Linked DNA regions of Zea mays: region 2 is linked to region 1. The links are chromatin contacts, called in public Hi-C maps. All regions are on one chromosome and are shown on one strand. Each heading gives the region's core, a stretch centred on a gene start, on an enhancer-like site or on the middle of the called end of the contact. The rest is flanking DNA. Distances are from core to core; before and after follow the strand shown.

The links. A called contact is a pair of places that touch in the nucleus more often than the background predicts.
Region 2: a contact with region 1 is called in a Hi-C map of ear, with 3 times the contacts expected there. The contact joins the promoter of LOC100283609 here to the promoter of LOC103634491 in region 1. A contact is called at or near these places in 4 of 25 Hi-C or Micro-C datasets (ear, leaf and tassel).

The regions. Positions count from the first base shown.
Region 1 is chr1:44,341,960-44,346,364 of Zm-B73-REFERENCE-NAM-5.0, forward strand. It overlaps LOC103634491 (protein YIPF5 homolog), which reads left to right and starts at 2,914. Exons shown (of 2, transcript NM_001346983.1): 1 at 2,914-3,850. The coding sequence starts at 3,054. The coding sequence ends at 3,830. It also overlaps the pseudogene LOC103634490.
Region 2 is chr1:44,792,445-44,796,492 of Zm-B73-REFERENCE-NAM-5.0, forward strand. LOC100283609 (rhodanese-like family protein) reads right to left here and starts at 1,277. Exons shown (of 2, transcript NM_001156510.2): 1 at 777-1,277; 2 at 130-668. The coding sequence starts at 1,222. The coding sequence ends at 476. LOC100191466 reads right to left here. Exons shown (of 8, transcript NM_001136899.1): 4 at 3,858-4,048; 5 at 3,534-3,760; 6 at 3,282-3,399; 7 at 2,654-2,806; 8 at 1,975-2,557. The coding sequence ends at 2,417.

The DNA of each region.
Region 1 (4,405 bases), core at 1,664-4,163:
GGAGAGAAGTGTATTTATGTCACAGCGAGGGGACAGGGGCGAGGGGCACGCCAGGAGACCCGGCCGGTCCAGCAGCTTCGGCGGCCACCGCGGAGGCAGAGTCGGTGGCGCGAGCAAGGGAGACGCGGGCCACGCTCTTTCTCCGCGATGGCATCGGCCGTGGCGCCGTTCTCAACGGAGTCCGGGGAGACCATTCGTGCCACGCTCTTTCCCCGCGATGGCATCGGGCCAGAGATCGCCGAGTCTGTGAAGCAGGTATTCAATGTTGCAGGGGTACCAATTGAATGGGAAGAACACTATGTCGGTACAGAAGTTGATCCCAGGACAGAGAGTTTTTTGACTTGGGAAAGCCTGGAGTCAGTGCGTAGAAACAAAGTTGGCTTGAAAGGACCTATGGCTACACCTATTGGAAAGGGCCATCGATCTTTGAATCTTACATTAAGGAAAGAACTTGGGCTCTATGCCAATGTCAGACCTTGCAACAGCCTCCCAGGTTACAAGACCAGATACGATGATGTTAACCTTGTAACAATTCGTGAAAATACTGAAGGATAATATAGTGGTCTTGAGCATCAGGTTGTGAGAGGTGTTGTGGAAAGTTTGGAAATTATTACACGCCAAGCAAGTTTGAGAGTGGCAGAGTATGCTTTCCATTATGCCAAGGCAAATGGCCGGGAAAGAGTCTCTGCGATCCACAAAGCCAATATTATGAGGAAGACAGATGGTCTTTTCCTCAAGTGTTGCCGCGAAGTGGCTGAAAAGTACCCTGAAATTCAATACGAGGAGGTCATCATTGACAATTGCTGTATGACGCTTGTGAAGAATCCTGGTCTTTTTGACGTATTAGTGATGCCAAATCTCTATGGTGACATGTGATCTATGTGCTGGTTTGATCGGGGGCTTGGGCCTAACACCCAGTTGCAATATTGGTGAAGGTGGCATTTGTCTGGCTGAAGCTGTTCATGGTTCTGCTCCTGATATTGCTGGCAAGAACCTTGCGAACCCGACTGCTCTTATGCTGAGTGCTGTCATGTTGTTGCGCCACATGCAATTCAACGACAAAGCAGACCGGATCCACAACGCCATCCTCCAGACCATCGCCGAGGGCAAGTACAGGACTGCTGATCTTGGTGGAAAGGCATCGACATCAGAGTTTACAAACGCAGTCTGTGATCACATCTGAGAAACGGATGTGATTCTTCCTTCTGATTGTTTTGTCATCCTAATATTTTTTTGTCACATATGAGAGGAGCTTTAGCTTTAAGAGGTTAACTGGCAGCACCTCGAACTTATTTGGGGTGTTTAACACGGTTTGAGACCGTCAAATAATTTTGTCACATTTCTTGCGGTTCAGAAATTCTTTCAACATTGGAATGGAGCCAAGAATTGTCTGTAATAATCAACATCAGCATTATAACAGTATGTAGGGTTTATCTAAAAAAAAGGATGTTCTTGTATATGAGTGCTATGATGAGGAGGATTGGAGCGTGGAGATTCAGCGTCCTCTCTTAGCTAAGGATCTTAACATGTGGGCAGAGCTTCAAGCGGATCTACAAGAGCAGGTCATGCAACTTGAGAGGGATGTAGTGCTCTGGAGTTTGGACAGCTCTAAGAACTTTACTGTTAATTCGTTATATAAGTTTAGAACTGATGGAGGTGTAAGGAATAATGTGCTTAAAACCATCTGAAGTGTGAGTTGCCTTTGAAAATTAAGATTTTTCTTTGACAATGATACAATAGGAAAGTGCAGGCTACTATTGTTTTAAAAAAGAGGGGATGGAAGGAGAGTAGCCGTTGTGTTCTCTATCAGGATATGGAGTCTATCAATCACATTTTCTTTAGATGTGTCCTGTCAAAGTTTATACGGAAATGCTGGAGCTAGATTTTTAATTGGGATATTGTTACTTTTTATATAGAGGACTTGTTTTATAAGCATGAATTCATGAAATGTATGGGTACTCGTAAACAAAGTTGACTCCTGTTAATGGCTATGGTGTGGACCATTTAGAGAAATCGGAATACAATGGCTACGGAAAAGTCTTTCCCCATCTACACTACAAAAAATTTATAGGGCTGGACAAGATGGTGGACTCCATGAAGCAATGGTTGCATGATTTCAAGCCAAGGCGGAGCGTAGTGTCAGATATTGGTGTCGTCTGAAATCTGGCTGTTTGTGCTGATGGTTGAGCGACTGTAGGTTCTCAGGGAGTGGCGTCCATCCTTGAACTGTGCGTTGGAACTCCTTTGTAGTTTTGTCAGGTCGGCGTGAGATGTCTGTTTGGTTTTGTGATGCTCATTTGGTGCTTCCCCAGCGGTGGGTGTGTGTGATGAAGTTGAGGTGATCTGAACTGTAGGTTGGCTGCGTGCTGCTTCTTAGAGGACGCCATTAAGGTAGCAAAACCATCTGCGTAGATGGGGTGAAGATCGTGACCAGCAACTGGATCAACATGAACCCATTTCCTGCTTGAGAGTTTGTTGCGCTCAAAGGATTAGATTAATGTACGATTGTCGACATATTTGCCTATTATTAAAAATTCTATATTGACATTTTAAAATAGTTTGTGCGATATTGATAATGTTTGTCACACGGATTATGTATGTTATAGTGAATAGATGGTGAGAGACTATGCACGAGACATACAAATTAACAACACTCATACAAGCGCGCAACAGTGTGCTGATGGGGCACAAGGGTAACACTTGCTCAGGTCTTAACATGTTGGCTTCCGAGTAAACTTTCTCCAGACCCCCAAGGAAATATAAGATCCGATCAGATATGTGTCGATGCTCATCCCAGTGTACTCCCGATGTAACGCACGAGCACACACCTAGTAAATTCTTATGTTTGGTAAAATAGAGAATAAATGAGTGTGACCAAACAGGCTGAAATATGGGGGAAAATGAGAGGAAAATAAACAAAAGCCGAAAACCGCAGTACGCTGTACGCAGCTGTCCCTCGCAGTTGGGCGCACCGGTCTACTCCTCGATCGGCAAGGCCGCAACTACCTAGATCTCGAACCCTCGCCGCCGCTTCTTTCCCGATCGCCGCGGCCATGGCGAAGGAGTTCCCCGTGCCGCCGGTGGTCTTCACGCCGTCCACACCGACGCACCGCCGGTACCCTCCCCAGGGCGTGGGGGCCTCCCCTCCGCCCGCGTTCGCGCCGCCCCGCCCCTCCACCTCATCCGCCGCCAACCCGCTCCCCTTCATGTCGTTCGATGTATCAGCTGCCGCGGCCTCCTCCTCCTCCGCGCCACCCCTCTTCGCGGGGCCTATCGGTGTCGCCGGTTCCGGCTCGTCCTTCGAGGACGAGCCGCCGCTCCTCGAGGAGCTCGGTATCAACACGCGCCAGATCTGGCGGAAGACGATCTCCATCCTCCACCCGCTCCGCTCCGCCGACCCCTCCCTCCACGCCGACGCCGACCTGTCGGGCCCGTTCCTCTTCCTCCTTTCCTTTGGACTATTCCAGCTCCTCGCGGGGAAGTTCCACTTTGGGATCGTGCTCGGCTGGGTCACCGTGGCGTCTCTCTTCCTCTACTTCGTCTTCTCCATGCTCTCGGGCGGCCGCCGCGGGGACCTCGATCTGTACAGATGCGTTAGCCTCGTCGGCTACTGCATGCTGCCCATGGTCATCTTCTCGGCTGTCTCCCTCTTCCTGCCGCGCGGGGGCGGGCTCATATTTGGAGTAGGGATGGCGTTCGTGATATGGTCCGCCAGGGTCTGCACCAGGCTGCTAGCAGAGCTTGCATCCAGTGGAGACGAGCACAGGGGGCTCATCGCTTATGCGTGCTGGCTCGTCTACATGCTCTTCTCGTTGCTTGTCATCTTCTGATACCATTTATGGTCTGGAAGGTATGGTCGGACAACTATACTAGACCTTGCAAATATTTAATTTGATCATTGTTGTTATATGCACTCGTGGTTGCACTATAGCAATAGTTTCCTGTGTAAACCTCTAAGGTATTCATTTTACCTCTGATTTAGGTGTTATACATAATTATTGTGTTGTGAGGAGAAATGGAAAATATATATAAATTTATTTGATCGTATACCAATTAACAAACATTTGGCCACTACAATCTTGATTTAACAAGATTTGAGTCTGGTGGTTACTTTTTGTTCTTTTCCTTTGAAACCTCATAGAATATCAACTTGATGGATGTTTGCTGTGTTGACCTCATCTGGATTTAACTTGACTACCCCATGATATTGTTCTGGTTTCTGCCATTATTGTAAGTTGTAACTGAAATGTGGTTATGAGTATGCACTACCCAGTTAAATACATGATTGTAATTCATTCAAGAGTGACCTATAAGTGTTATTGGAACCAATGAATTGTTAGCAGTGTGATAGTGATGCTCACATGTTATAAGTGATAATAATGTTCATAGAATGACAAATTGTTGG
Region 2 (4,048 bases), core at 27-2,526, 450 kb after region 1:
GAAATCAACCATACACATCCTAAATCCCCTCAGGAATTCGAGGAATTCGGATCCAATCTAGGTAGTTTCAATAAAAATATATATAAAGGTTCAACCTCTGTAACCTGCAGTGCCTTTCCATGGTATAAAAACACAACTTGCAATGCTCATTTCTTTTTGTTTCTCACTTCTCAGCCGTGCATGCACGTTAGGGGCCTACGACCGGTCCTGAACATGTACATTAGGGGCCGCAAATCAAATTAAGAGCCGATTGCCTTAAGGGTCCTGAACATGTACATTAAGGGTCCTGAACACGAGAGGGACGAGATAGGAATGTCAAATGTGTGCGCGCCTAGCTCAGTAGCTCTACCACTGCCACCGACATGCTGTTCGCATATGCAATGCAGTACAACATCTGACAACGGTAGTACTAGCAAAAAGCAAAACAGACCAGATCGAACGGCCGAGGAAGTCATAACAACATCGATCGAACGGATCATTTCACCACTCCCAGAAACAGCAGGATCTGGAGGAAGATGTAGGACGCGCCCCCGATGGTGGCGTACTGCAGCTTGCTCTCCCCCTCCACATCTGCGAAATCGCCGTCCGCGCACTTGCTGAACCCGCCGGCGAGCCACGCCAGGTTCCTGTACCCGTCGTCGTGCAGCATCCTCACCGCGATCAACGACCTTGTGAGTTGAAATTTGAACACCACGAACGAAATGAGTAGTAACTTGTAACTTGTTGCACGCACGACCTAGCTTGTGAAGAATTAATGCGTAGTCTTGTCATTTTACCTGAGGCCTTCGCCACAAGCGACGAGAAGCTTGGCGTCCTTGCTGCCGTCGACGGCGGCGGCGACGTCGTCGACGAAGCGCTCGTTCATCTTGGTGAAGGCCTGGCCGGTCCAGAGCCCGATGTAGCCCAAGTGGACCCACTTCTTCAGCAGCGTCACGGGGCCCATGTCGTCGTCCCCCACGAACAGCGGCACGTGCACCGAGCCCCGCACGCTGGCGCGGGCGCGCTCCCACTCCGGCCGGACGTCCAGCAGGCGGAACCCCTCGCCGCCCAGCGCCTCCGCAGCGTCCCTCGGCCGCACGGCCCTCACCGCGCCCGACCGCACCAGCGCCTCGGCGCCTCCGGCCCACGACGACGTCGCCTGCGCCCTGACGCGACGTCGGGCCAGGCCAGGGGACGCGGGCCTGGTGCAGGTGGATGCGGCCGCCGCAGCACCCATAGCCATGCCCACTTCCACTTGCTGCTTGTCAATTGAGGCCTCGCTCAGTCGCGTTCGTTTCCATGTCACTCTTATCTGGATGATATTTCAGGTCCAATCCGCACCGTCGGTACACTGCACACTGCATCTAGGGCTGACAATGGGCTATACTTTTTGCACTATAAGATTTAAGGATCGAAGCGGGTTAGGATCGGGCTTTATTTCTAGTCATTTTTGAACTATAATTTATTTAGGGCCTTGACATTTTGTGAAGAACTATTTGGATCACGATCCATTACCACCCCTATCTGCATCTCATGGCCGTACGATCCGTCTTAATAGATGAGGCGGGGCTCGACGAGATCTCCGCTCGTTGATTTGCGTCCTAGCTAGTGGGGGCCACAGCCGAGAGGACGCTGGTATCGCTAGAACTCCTCTGCACGGCCTCCGACACCGACAGCTCCGCAGCCCCGTGCTCGACCCCTAAGCTCCATCACGGGCCATCTCTCGTTCTTCGTGGGCTTTGAATCGGTCCGGCCCGCCAAAAAGCCCATGCTCATTAGGCTAAATCGCCACGGAAAACGACCCAGCAAGCCATGTCTGGACCGTTAGACAGGTACGGAACCCAGCTCCGCACGGTCTAGTGGCACGTCGTGTCGTGGCTGCCCTGATGCAAATGGACCGTGCTTTGGCTGGGTTCGTGTCAGGTGACCCGTTTGTACATAGTTAGCGGAAATGCATCTGTACAAAAAAAACCCGGCATGGGACTCCTAATAACAGAGGAAAAAAAGTCGATTCTTATTGCAAACAAACATCGATCGACGCACATGACAGCATAATCGCTTTACGCTGCGGGACGCTACGCGAACTCGAAGCTCATGAGGACCTTGACGCTCTTGAACTTGAGCCCCTTGTGGTCGAACAGCGGCACGGCGCGGATCCCTGGCCGCAGCTCCGCCACAGGCAGCGCCGTCTGCCCGCCGAAGTCGTCTTCGTTCACGTCCTGCTCGTGCACCTCCACGCGGAGTACCGCGATCTCAGGTACGGTCAGCGGGAAGGCGAACTCTTCCTCCCACACCGGCACCCAGCTGTCCTCCACGGCTTTCGTCTTTCTCATCACCGAGTCTAATGGAACTCCGGCGATGCCAACCTGTTGGCGAACCGAACCAAATTAGCGATGCGCCCTCATGTTCCAGTCCTGGCGTGACTGCTTCGGACGATCTATAGGCATCGCTGACTTCTAAACGTTGGCACGGGCTCAACGAGTGAACAGACCTTTACATAAAAATCTGGAGGTGAGTATGAGTCGAAATGTGTCTGCTTGAAGTCCTTTTGCCAACCTTCCCCCATGTACACCTTGACCTGCAAACCGCTACCGAATCAACCCATTTCTGAAACCCAAAGAAATTTTTTTTAAAAAAAAAGAGAGAGAGAGAGAGGAAGAAACACACCATCTACCTTCAATGTTGCCTTCACCGGCAAATCTGCCTTCGAATCAAACACCTTTCCATCTGGACAAGTTTGCATCAAGAAATCTGGTTTTTTCACGTAACCGCAACCGCCATTGGCTTTATAAAAACCATGCATTAACCAAAGTGCTCTTCCATATCCCTGGAGGAAAAAATGGACATATAGGATATTCATGACATTAGGCAGCTTCTACACATGCTTAAGTGCAGGGAAGATATAACACAACTAATTCTGGCATTCTGCTTATGTTACAGTTCTAAACTAATTAATCAGGTTCCTTTCAGAACTTGTTCGGTTACGTAGGGATTGAAGAGATTGGAGAGGATTAAATCTCTTCCTAGTCAAAATTAAATAGAAGGGGATTTAATCTCCTTCAATCCCCTCCAGTCCTCTTGCAACCGAACATGGCCACAATGGTTTGCTAAAAAGAAAGAATGTGCGTCAACTTAGCAACCAAGATATGATCTTAGTGGTAAAATAAAACTTGATTAGAAACAAGATTACAGAACAAATGTGGTAAAGCGAATATTGATCCAAACCCTACATGAAAGGTGGGAAATATTGGAGTTCAATCAGGCCAGAATGGCAGAATATGGTGTTCAGATTACAGCCAGACCTGCATATTGAATGCCACCATTTGAGCACCATGCACCCAGCCAAGAAATGGATTATAGTTGGATGAATTGAAGCGGGTTCCCTTTGGGTATATTCTCAGCATATTTCTATGCGTGAAACTGCTTGGAAAACACAGGAAGAGCTCTTCAGTAAGAGAGAGAAAAAAAAGTGGGCAGCTAAGGAGTTATGACAGTATTTATGTCATATCTCCTCCAACGTTGGTGAACAATCAAAATATTTTTGGCAAACAAACCTCACAATGTTGGGACCATGATGTGCTGCAACTTTTGCAAGCTCTTGCTCGCTCAAACTGAGTCGCCTAACTTTGTCTGGATCGTTCTTTATGGCATCCACGAGAGGACCCTTTGGCTTTCCTGCCTTGATAGTGATGAGGTGTTTGTACTCTGCTGCAACATGCTTTGTTTCCTTCCCATCATCGCCATCTGCACCTCTTTCGCGGTATAATAGCTCATCTTCATCCTGCTAGTGCCAGAGCACCATGTAGTAAATACTGATGACCAGAACTTGCAGGGTAAGTAAAAGAAACGTAAAATGCAGCACAATTTAAGATCCATGCCTTGTCGGCGACTTGCATCTCATCCTGAATATCTGGAACTTCTACTCCCCATGCTGCTGCTTCCCTTTCTCCCCTTTTAATCCGGGCCTCAATTTCTTTCTCCTTCATGGTGTCACCCTTTGCTTCGAGATACTCCTTTGGGGGTTTTGTTGACAGCATGACACGCCCCTTTAGAGCTTCAGGTGAAGGAA